Linked DNA regions of Mus musculus: all the other regions are linked to region 3. The links are chromatin contacts, called in public HiCAR-type and Micro-C maps. All regions are on one chromosome and are shown on one strand. The core of a region is the stretch at or near the end of the contact, and the rest is flanking DNA. Distances in the headings are between cores, read along the strand shown. Region 1 holds the start of Prlhr (prolactin releasing hormone receptor). Region 2 overlaps Gm33756 (a long non-coding RNA gene). Region 3 holds the start of Rab11fip2 (RAB11 family interacting protein 2 (class I)).

Region 1 (3,787 bases), core at 1,016-3,515, 520 kb after region 3:
CATTTCTTTCTGGTGGTAAACACTGCTTGTGTGTGTGTGCACACACACATATGATGTCTGTCCTCATGGACAGGTACATGTGTCCTTAAGAGAACCACATCTTCCCATTTGCCTGTCTCTATAGTGATTGATTCCTCTCATGTAGCCCAGGCTGGTCTCAGATTCCCTATGTAGCCCAGGATGATCATGAACTGATCCCTTTTCCTCCATTTCTTGGGTCATGGGCTCACAGACATGCACACCCTGTTGTGCAAGACTTGAACCCAGGGCTAGGTGAGCTGTCTACTTACTGACCTGCTTCCTTTATCCTTTCAATATGGTAGCTGAGGAGTTGGAAAGAAGACAAGAATAACACCTCCTGAAATGTAACCTGAAACTGGATTTGTTCTATAAATCCAAATGATTTTAAAATGAAAATCTTTTTGGAACATAAAGATCTTACTCAGGAAATGTTAAAAACCTGGATATTGATTTGGGATCATAGTATGATCTGAAATCAAAGTGAATCCAAGGCTCAGGTAGACAAAACAGTCATTATATCTCAGCTGGGGCCTTTTAAAAAGGTAAAGTGAAAATCTTCACCAACTCCAACACCACATTTAAATTCCACCCACAGTGTACGCAAAGAAAAAAAGAAAGAAAGAAAGAAAGAAAGAAAGAAAGAAAGAAAGAAAGAAAGAAAGAAAGAAAGAGAGAAAGAAAGACCTGCTACTGATTTATTTTTCTGAACCCAGAAAAATAGCTGTTTTGCTTTCAGGGGTAGACCTGATAAATCTGCTTCTCTCTCTCTCCCCAGGCTCTTCTGCTCCAAAGCCCACCTAACATTTCACAGAAACACAAAAACCAGACAAATCAAAAGGGCTGGGTGGGAATTCGCATGTGTTGGCTTAACTTTGGTGCTGGGAATAAGATCTCACGACGACCTCTGGGGCTAAGGGATATGAATTTCCCCAGCTCGGACCTGGCAGAGCGACATCAGATGACCACGCTGACAGTCATGTTCTGGCCATGAGGCACAATCTTGCGGGGCCAGGACAGCAGCATCTTGCGCAGCTCCTCTCGAAAGCTGTCGTGCAGCCATGCATAGATGAAGGGGTTGTAGCAGGCGGAGCTCATAGCAAGCCAGTGGCAGAGTAGCTGCACCAGCCCGAAGGCGTAGGGGTCGATGGCACGCGGGTCCAGGTCTCGCAATAGGTTGAAAATGTGCAGCGGCAGCCAGCAGACCGCGAACACTACCACCACCACCACCAGCAGACAGAAAGTGCGGCGGCGACGCGCTCGGTCCCAGTCAGCTTGACTCTGGGTCACGCTGCCAGGCACCACGCGGTTCCTCAGCTTCACTGACACCCGTACGTAAGACAGGAGGATGGCCAGCAGGGGGAGCAAATAGGTGCCCAGAAGCAGCCCCCAGGCGTAGATCTGGCGTTGGCGCTCCTGCGAGCCCCAGAACTCCTCGCAGAGGCTCACGTCGTGGGGCTTGAGCTCCACATGGTAGGTGTGCACCGCGGCCGGCAGCGCCAGCACTGCAGATAGAGCCCAGATGCCCAGCACCGCGTAGGCGCTGAGCCTCAGTGAAATGCGCCGACGTAGCGGGTGCACCAGAACCACATAGCGGTCCAAGGCGATTGTGGTGAGTGTGAACACCGATACATAGACGGTGACCGGCTGCAGGAAGAAAACCAGATGACACAGGCCTCCACCGAACACCCAGCCCCGAGGTTCAAAGGCATAAGCTAGCGTGAGAGGCACACAGGCGGCACACATGAGCACGTCGGACAAGGCCAGGTTGCCAATGAGGAAGTTGGTCACGTTGTGCAGCCGGCGCACGCGCGCGATCACCAGCACAAGCAGGCAGTTGCCCACCAGACCCACGACCACCACGATGCTGTACAGCATCACGATCAACCCCTTCAGCTGGTGCACCAGCTGCAGGCTCTGGAACGGCGTGACTGCTGCAGCTCGGGGAACCGTTGCAGACAGGTTGCCCTCCGAGGCCTCTGCGCTCTGGTTGGCTGGAGTCGAGCTAGCTGGCAACAGCCCAGAAGACAAATCGGGGTCTCCAGTGGTCTCAGTGGACAGTGAGGTCATGGCTACCTGTTCAAAGGTAATCAAAGTTGTCACTTTCCATCTTCCCTCGTGTACCTTTTCCCACCACCCAACTCCTCTCTTGGACACAAGACCCAGAACATCAAGCGCAATGAATGTTGTCCTTCCAGTTCTATAAAAATAAGCCTAACACAGGTTCTTTAAACAGCTCCTATTCGTGGATAGCTCTCGCGGTCCCCGGAAGGCAGACCGGGGAGCTGGCCCTACCTGTGAGCAGGCTTGGCTGGCGGGAAAAGGCTCTCAAAGGCGGGAGCAGACCGCCTGCTGTTCCTCAGGGGTCCTCAGCCAACAATGGACGCTCGCTCGGGTTGCTCTCTTCTACTAACGGATTCAGTAGTTCCCAGTGGGTCAGCAGCTTGTGAGGGGTCTGGGAGCTCCTCCCCTCCACCTCTTCCTGACTTCAGCTCTCCCTTCAATGGAAGATGGGGGCGGAGCTTACTGCCCAACTCTGTGCTTAAGAGGAGCAGCATGTGTAGTAGGAATAAGCAAGAAAGGGGGTGGGGCCAGGAACCTGGGCCCCACGCTCCAGGGTGATCTCCACTTCGGAAGTGTGCAGTGCCCCTGGAGAAGCTGTTCCAGAGGGGCGTGTCCCAGGGGATGACAGAGGAGGTGCGGGAAGCGCCAATTTGTGATGTCCACCAGGTGTAGTCTCCAAAGGCTGAGAGGATTTGGAAATAGGGAAATGTAGATAAACTAGGGAGTGAAGGGAAGTCCTCACAGGACAGCTCCAGATCCTGCAGAGCTCCAACTGCAGCTGACAGAGTCGCTAGAGTTTGGGGTCTAGCAGAGCTTTGTTATGCTGCACCTGTCGCTGGTCAGGGATTTTAGGGCTCTAGCACTCCAGTGTATCCTTTGAGCCTTTTGCAGGTGTGGTGGCCAGAGTTTCCTCTCAAAGGGAAAAAATCAGCACCACGGGCAGCTCCCCAGTGCTGTGTGGGTACGGCGCAAGGGGGCTCGCGACAATCGAAATTACTGCAGCTCTGTGGATCTGAGGCTTGCTCCCTGGAGCAAAAAAAAAAAAAGAAGTGCAGGATGGAGATTGAAGGGTGACTTTGGCTCCGATATGGATCATCACCAGGGACCGTGCCATCATTTACCTCCCTAGCTCAGAAAAACGCAGCCATCAGGCCAGTTTGTGCTCTATAAATTCACCCCAATATCTGAACCCTGCCACTCTTTGCTCATTTCTCTTTGTCGCTACAGCAACCCAAGGCGCCACCTGTCCTAGCAGAGATTGTTGAGTTCCTGACTTTCTTGTCCTCCTAGAATAAAAGCCCTTCCTATGTCGGTTTAGATATTTTTTTCTTTTTTACGTACTAGCGGTTGCAGGGTTTCAGAAAGAATAACAAAGGTGACATTTGAAAAGGTTAAGTTTCATAAGATCTTTAGTAGCATGAAGTTGTCACTGAAATATAAGTTAAGCTGCACAGTGAGAGGTCTGTCAGGAAAGGGGCTTTGTAACCACCCTGTTCAGAAGCCAGGGCTTCTGAAGGAGGCTGAGTTTCAATGTCTAGTCCTCTCTGGTAAGCCCTACTTTAGCCTCTGGGGCTTCAGATATCTCAGTTCTACTAGAAAGCTTTAACAAGTCATTCCACTCTTGAAATTCCAGTGAGTCACTCACACAAGAAGAAAAGTCAGTTATAGCACAAAAGCTACCCATTATTGTGCTATTTCCACTCTA
Region 2 (3,574 bases), core at 151-2,650, 550 kb before region 3:
ACTGACTCAGTGCCTCATGCTTAAGCAGCAAGCACATTACCTGATTTCAAAGTGGGGCTACTTAAAAATGCTTAGTGGTAAAGAGAGTGGTGCATCTCTCTCATCTCCTGTCAAGGCTCTACCTCTGCAGGAGGCAGCTGACTTCCCACGCCATCATCTTCTCACTGCATGGCCTCTCTGATGATACAACCTGGTGCCTGCAGAACATGCCTGTGGCTGTCCACTAGCCAAAGTTCAAAAGCAGTGAGAGATGGGCCTGTGGCACCTCCTTTCCTCAGAGAGGAGTTGGGGGGCTTCCTGTGGCCTTGAAGTGACTTATCAGCAGTTTGGGATTAACCCCTCATTCCTTAGGATGAGGAAGGAACACTGATGTAGTTAAGCTTGAAGATCACAAACATCCTAGACCCAAGTAAGCACAGGCTTTCCTTGTCTTCCCTCTCCCTTCCTCCCCTTCCTTCCTCCCTCTTCCTCTCTCGCTCTTTACTTTCTTTTCCTTCTTCTTCTTCTTCTTCTTCTTCTTCTTCTTCTTCTTCTTCTTCTTCTTCTTCTTCTTCTTCTTCTTCTTCTTCTTCTTCTTCTTCTTCTTCTTCTCCTCCTCCTCCTCCTCCTCCTCCTCTTCCTCCTCCTCCTCTTCTTCCTCCTCTTCCTCCTCCCCCTCCCCTCCTCCTCCTCCTTCTCCTCCTTCTTTTTTAAGGTATCATGTAACACAGGTTAGTCTCAAACTAACTGTAGCCGAGGATTATCTTAAACTCACAATCCTCCTGCATATGCCTCCTGAGTGCTGGGATTGCAGGTATGTGCCTCTAGTTTATGGTCATAGTTTATGATTTTGAATGTCCTTGATGGTGACGTCATTTCTATAGACACTCATAGTCATCTTCCCTGTGTCAGAGTTTTTTCAGGCAACAGAAACATAAAGTAGATTCGGGGATGTTCCCCCCTGCCGCCTTCTTGTACTCCCCTGCCCAAGTTTTTCCTGTATTGTTAAAAGGAGAGCTATAGTTATAGAGGCTCTGAAGAGAGGCCTTCATCTCCTCATCCTTGCTTGTCTCAGTTTTGCTGTCTGCCCAATCAGCTTCTTCCTGCCATAGGAGGTGTTGTACCTGGCAGCATCTTGGGAAGGACTTCATCTGGGGATAAAGCCAGGGGCAGGTAGATCTCTGTGAGTTTGAGACCAACCTGGTCTACAGAGCAGGTTCCAGCACAGCCAGGGCTACGAAGAGAGACCCTATCCCTCTATCAAACAAATAAAGAACAACAACAACAGCAACAGCAACAGCAAAAACCAAACAGAAAACAAAACAAAGACAAAGCCCCTCCCCCCACCTCCAAATGAAAAGTACAGAGAGAGGATTCTGAGTGCCCTGTGCCTTGTGCTGGCCCAGTGCTCCCACTGGGACCTGTTGTGTGGGGCAGAGTCAATGACAGGGGTCCTTCCAGATCCATCCGAGGAGCAGAGGAGTTTCTCTCTGAAGAGGAAGTGTGCTCCCTTCTCCAGGAGCTCTGGCATGCTTCTCACTTCTGCTGCTGTAGCTGTGAGGACTCCTGCAGGCCCCAAAACTAGATGCCTCCTGATATGCTCGGTTACCCATCGATCTTTTCAACTGGAAGTTTCTAATGCTCCATCTTTGTTTGCACCACTCCCTGAACATCCCATGCTGGCCCTGGCTCCTCCCCGCCCCCCCTCCCGCCCCCAAAATACACTTGTCTTCATGTGTCTAGATTGTAGCCAAGTTCCTGATCTTAACAGCTCAATGCCTTAGCCATTCTCAGGACCAGTCCCCTCCCCAGGTCAGAAGCTTTATGACTCTCTAATACTCTCCAGTCTCTTGTAGGTCTCTCAGCTCCCAAGTCTAGTTTACCTACCATTCTAAGCCAGAAGTGTGCTAACTTTCTACAAGCTCCCTTTAAAAAATCCAGGGCACCATGGCATATTACAGGTCAAGAAATAGGGGCTCAGTAAGTTCTAGGCTCATCAGAGGACAGAGGGTGGTGGTAGCCACAGGATTTGAACTTGGGTCTCCAAGTCCAAGCCTAGCATGTAGTCTGATTTCCTCTACCACCTGGAAACAGCTGCTGGATGGATATGGAAGGTTCTGTCATGATGGCTCTCTGTCCGACAGCCTCTTCTGAACAGTGGCCATATACAAATAAGAGTCCTTCAATAGTTGTGCCCTTGCTTGTTGCTCACATACAAAGAGATCAACTGATCTCCTGGCTTCTCTTGGGGCATGTGGGTCCCTGACTCACTGGGGGAAGACAGAAGAAAGCCTGTTTCCAAAAAGAGTTAAGTAGGAGAGTCCACAGAAAGCACTTGGCCCATGTCTGGAATCTGTTTAAGTTAATGCTTTAATCAGAGCACTGAGTGGGGACTGCACTGTCCCCAGAAGTTGGAGGCTAGGTGTACAGTCTCCTCCCAGGCTGCCCTCCCCTGCTGATGGCAGCCCTGCCACAGATTCAAGTATGTGTACTTACCCTTCCTACCCCCAACTCCAAGAGGAGAGGACTTGCTTAGACAGTTGAAGATGGGCTCAACTGGTATTGCTGGGTGGATGAACAGATGGACTAGGTCAGATGATAGATAGATAGATAGATAGATAGATAGATAGATAGATACATACATACATATATACATGATAGATAGATACATACATACATACATGATAGATACATAGACACATACATACATACATGATACATACATACATACATACATACATGATAGATAGATAGATAGATAGATAGATAGATGGGATGGAATGGGTTGAATGGATAGAACCAATAGAGAAATCGATATGATGGATGGATGAGATGGATAGGTAGATGTGTGCAATCAATGGAAGGATAAATGGAGATGGTAAAATGGATGGAGAAACCCCAGGCATAGTGGTGCACACCTTTAATTCCAGCACTTGGGAGGCAGAGGCAGGTCTCTGTGAGTTTAATGCTAGCCTGGTCTACATAGTGAGATACCTCTAGGACACCCTGTGTCTAAAAACCCAATCCCAAACAACAACAATAACAAAAATGAATGGAGAACTGGACAGACAGATAGACAGGATGGCATGGAGGGAAAAAGAGAGTTTCTAGTTGTGGTCCTGAAATTAGATAATCTTGGCTGTTGTGGCGACTGGTGATTTTCAACTCAAACAGCCATTTTCTACTCGTTTGACCAACTGTGCCTTAGCAGGGCAGATCCACAGGATAGGGCCTCTCAACAGTTACTGAGCACTGTATGATAAAAGCCCCTAGCATTTCCCCTCCCATTCACAAAACACCTCATTGCTCTCTAATTGACCTTGAATGAGGTGGTGTTTACAGCTGTGACTTGGCCACCATTGATCTTGCATTGATGAAGCGACCAGCTGAGCTGGCTGAATGCAGAATGCAGGACAAGAAGTGACACAAAGAACCCCATGTCTCTAGGCACTCGCCTCCCCCACCCCCTTTGCTCCCCGAGTGAGCGTGCACACACAGTGTGTGCTTTTAAATAAACAAACAAGCAATTAATGAATTGCTGCGGAGCCAGAAGAGGAAGTGGGCCCAACTCTGTCCCAGCAGTAGGGCAGGCTGG
Region 3 (3,650 bases), core at 592-3,091:
AAATGAAGTTTGCTGGCAGGTTTTACAAAGGAAATAAAGACAGATAAAAGATCACTATACTTGTAAGAAATTAATGTGAGCTTAAAGTTATCATTGCAAAAATAGTGCTCTAAAGGGTAGGTAGATGAACATGCATCAGGACTGGGTTTTGTTCTTTTTTTTTTTTAAGCTACTTGGGAAAAGTGCAGTCCTCTGATGAGTTCCCTCAGCCCTCTTTTCACAAACTCCAGCCATCTCAATGAGCCTTCAGGCCCATTACAAGCTCTGCGTGTAAGGTAAGCGTGTACAAGCATGTAAGCTAAAAGCAGGACAGCAGACCTACCTTTCCAAAGATGCTACTTGTTTCAACTTAGCACATAACATCCTAGTGTTGATTTGAATTTTGATTTCTTAAATTAAGTATATCTAACTTAGGCTAGAAAGTTCAATTTCAAAAGCCATGTTTTCATCGAAGAAGTCATTAAATCACTGCATCACAAGACTGTAATCACTGTCTCTGATCTTACACAACAGCTTTGCTGAACTAATTCTTCAGTAAACAATAGCTCCACTATACTGTAAATTCAAAGGGAAAATGTCAGTGGGCTCAAGACTGAAGATGTCTGTGCAGACTTCCAAAACTTTTGTTCTTTTAACAACTTTCTACCCTATCAAGAAGTACTGACCCTGAAAACTGGTGGAGCAAAAATAAGGCCAACTGTTTCCAATGCTGAAATAAAGAGTTCTAAACCTAGTAACTTATCTTTTGACACCCTTTACTAGTAATTTATTTTTTTAACAGTGCTCAACAAACATAGACCTAATGGTACGCATATATTTAATTTTCTGGTTTTCTAGTTCATGCTCTAGGCCTCTTATAAAAAGTATTAAAACCCAGTGCAAAATATTCCACTAAGAGCTCTTAACCTCACACAGAAATGAGAAAAAAAAATGGTTTACTAATCACTCCATTAAAAAAAAAATCAGAGTAAAGGCTATTTCCCTTCAAAGTCATGCAAAGAGAAGTGCTTAATACTGGATCCTATTTCAATCCCAAAGACCAATGCCTCAAATATACTATGTTCAAGAACAGTAAATCCATATATCTTTAAGTACCCAAAATTCAAAATAAATTATATAACTTACTCTGTTTTCCTTCTTTGTTTGTCCTCAAAGATGTCATTGAGATTGATTGCCACCTGCCCTAAAAACTTATCCAGTCCCACCAGGGACCTGTGCATCACTATAAGAAAAAGAATGTATTTCTCCGGACTACCCTGCATGAGCAACCCAGGCAGCTCAAAGGAGGCCTCCTCCTTCCAGACCGGCTCCAGGGTTTTCTCTGCTACAGATGTAGAATACTTCTCTTTGCCCAACTGAATTATGGTGTATGTGTCATTGGTACCACTTTTGCCTTTTGGCTTCAGATCTTTAGCTTGGAGCACTGTGACCTGCACGTGGGTTGGAAACCACTTTTGGGCTTGCTCAGACAGCATCATTCTGGGTTTTTTGTTTTGTTTTGTTTTTCGGTTTTGTTTTTTGTTGTTGTTGTTTTGTTTTCTCTGCGCAGAGTTCAGAAGCGCAGGCAGAGCCCCTCCCGCGGGGAGAGCCCCGTACCCTGATCACTGCATCCTTAAGAGCACTTCAGTGAGCTGGGCAGTCAGGGCTGCCGCGAGGTCCCTAAGGGCTGCTGTCAGGAGGACCGGTAGGGAGGCCGCCGCCGCTGCTGGGGTCCCTTTCTTCCGTAGAAGCACAGGGGCCCACATCACCTCCGCGCCTTCCGGGCCTCCGCGCGCAGCCCCGCGCCCCGCTTCGCCGCTATCCTGAAACCTGCGCCCCTAGGGCCCGGCCTCCGCCCCGCGCGGCCCGGCTCCTCCTCCGACCCGGCTGATACGAACCGTCGACGGCCGTGGGGCCTGGCTCCCTCCGCCCGCCCGCGCGGCCTCGCCTCGGCTCCTCCCCCCCAAGAGTGGCGCAGGCCTGGGCGAGCGGGGCGGAAGCGGCCGACCTGGACCGGTGTCGGAGGGACGCGGAGCGCGGGTGGCAAACCGAGGCCGGGCGGTGTCACCGGGTGAGGCCTGGCCAGCAACCCGCGGCTCCTAGCGCCCGGCGCGCGGCGGCCGCGCCACTTCCGGGTTGGCCGTCTCCATGTTGAGTGGGGCTGCGCGAGGGGCGGGGCCGGGCGGGGTTGGGGGTCAGCGCCTCCCTGGTTGCCTTGACGACGGGGCGCGCGGTGCGGGACGCGGAGGCTGGGATGCGCGCGCTGGACGGTGGGTGCTGAGGTTCCAACCTGTCGGTTGCAGCGGGCTGGGGAACTGTGAGCCCGCAGAGGCCGACAAGGGGTTCTGGGAGGCGGCACTGGGCCCTATACACCGCCCGCTATTGGGAGAGAACCGGTTTCCATCTTGGAAGGCAGAAATCTGTTCCAGCTGTGTGTTCAGTCCTAGCTGGGCGCTGGTGTCCTTTAATGGTGGTAGTTCTTCTTGAGTGACAGTTCAGACTTCGTCCAACCGTTCTCCATCGTCTTGAAGAGGAAACCTTCAACTGACTAAAGGGACCTCCTCCTGAGCACAGACCAAAAGCAAAGGATGCAGATAGATTCCAAAGCTTAATAAAGATTCTCTTGCTTAATAAAGATTCCCTTGCTTAATAAAGATCATAGACGCTTTGGGATGGCGTCAGAAGACCAGGCCCCCATGCCTGCCACCATAATTCTACGGAACTATTTAGTCTTTTTTCCCCCTTTCTAAGTTGTGTGTATGGCGTCCAAGTCAAAAGCATTCCCTGAGCGCTCACTGTCAAGTCCTCCAGGAATCCAAACCCCAACTTCATGGCCAGAGAGGACAGGAGTACTGTCTCTGCTTTTCAGTCTCAGGAGATGCATACTACCTCTGTTGACTTTATTTCTGTCCATGTCTGCCTAGGAAAATTCTGAAGCTCTTTGGACTGCACTTCCTGGCAGCACATCCAACCTGCGGCCAACAATAGCTATGAATGAGGCCAAACCCAACCTTAAATGCTATGAGAGTATTTAACTGCATTGTGCTTTTCTTCAGGGAGAACTTTGCAGACAGACAACAGCTCTCCAAGCAATGTCAAAAGATTAGACATCCCTGAAGGACTTTAGAGAACTAAGCATTAAACAGACATGCTAACCAATCTGTTGACTGACTAAATGCTTTTCTCCCTTTATGGGACTAATTTTGAGAATAAATATGATAGATAGGAATGTGCTTTATCCAACTTAAAATGGTCATAAACTGTAAGGTATTGGGTTTATTATTATCGGGCAAGTTTTAGAACTTCTGTTATACAAGCTGAGTTTCCATCCCGGGGAGAGCTGAGTTTCCATCCCGGGGAGACAGTGTTTGAAAAGGCCATGTGTGCAAAGCAGAACAAAATCATCTCACTGTGCACATAGCATCTGGATCCCAGAGCGGGCAGTTGTCAACTCTAAAGAAAAAATATTTTCAGGGATTTGTAAAGAGTACATTGGAGCAGTCAGTGGTGGAATTTCACCAGCATCTCTAGAGAGAAATAATATGACACCTGAAACTTGTAGAGAAACAAAATAAGTGTTTTGACATCCAATTTAAGCCTAGTTTTATAAACTGCATTTCAAAGGTTTCACATTTCTATTAGAGGTTGTAATTAAACAATAGGCAATTATA

Evidence for each region. A called contact is a pair of places that touch in the nucleus more often than the background predicts. HiCAR-type assays count read pairs that join an accessible place to other places.
Region 1: a contact with region 3 is called in a HiCAR-type map of astrocytes, with 2.0 times the contacts expected there. The contact joins the promoter of Prlhr here to the promoter of Rab11fip2 in region 3. A contact is called at or near these places in 3 of 39 promoter capture datasets (the 3T3-L1 cell line, hippocampal neurons and stem cell-derived epiblast-like cells) and 1 of 115 datasets of contacts at active chromatin or transcription factors (astrocytes).
Region 2: a Micro-C map of the G1E-ER4 cell line shows a contact between it and region 3. The contact joins the enhancer-like site here to the promoter of Rab11fip2 in region 3. A contact is called at or near these places in 9 of 39 promoter capture datasets (the 3T3-L1 cell line, the C10 cell line, the HPC-7 cell line and 6 more), 9 of 484 Hi-C or Micro-C datasets (CD4 T cells, CD8 T cells, the G1E-ER4 cell line and 3 more), 9 of 115 datasets of contacts at active chromatin or transcription factors (the 230-238 cell line, astrocytes, embryonic stem cells and 5 more) and 2 of 9 other capture datasets (adipose tissue and liver).

The regions. Positions count from the first base shown.
Region 1 is chr19:60,466,039-60,469,825 of GRCm38.p6, forward strand. Prlhr (prolactin releasing hormone receptor) reads right to left here and starts at 2,266. Exons shown (of 1, transcript NM_201615.2): 1 at 695-2,266. The coding sequence starts at 2,088. The coding sequence ends at 976.
Region 2 is chr19:59,390,716-59,394,289 of GRCm38.p6, forward strand. The region is part of intron 2 of Gm33756 (a long non-coding RNA gene); the gene reads left to right. Among named protein-coding and RNA genes, the nearest start is that of Gm33756, 3.0 kb to the left of the region's middle. Within about 2 kb of position 1,401, at least 1 of the 459 cell types and tissues checked has an H3K27ac peak or open chromatin away from gene starts, as enhancers often do. A contact at or near this core is called in the G1E-ER4 cell line, where this site is marked.
Region 3 is chr19:59,941,523-59,945,172 of GRCm38.p6, forward strand. It overlaps Rab11fip2 (RAB11 family interacting protein 2 (class I)), which reads right to left and starts at 1,842. Exons shown (of 6, transcript NM_001033172.3): 1 at 1,126-1,842. The coding sequence starts at 1,478.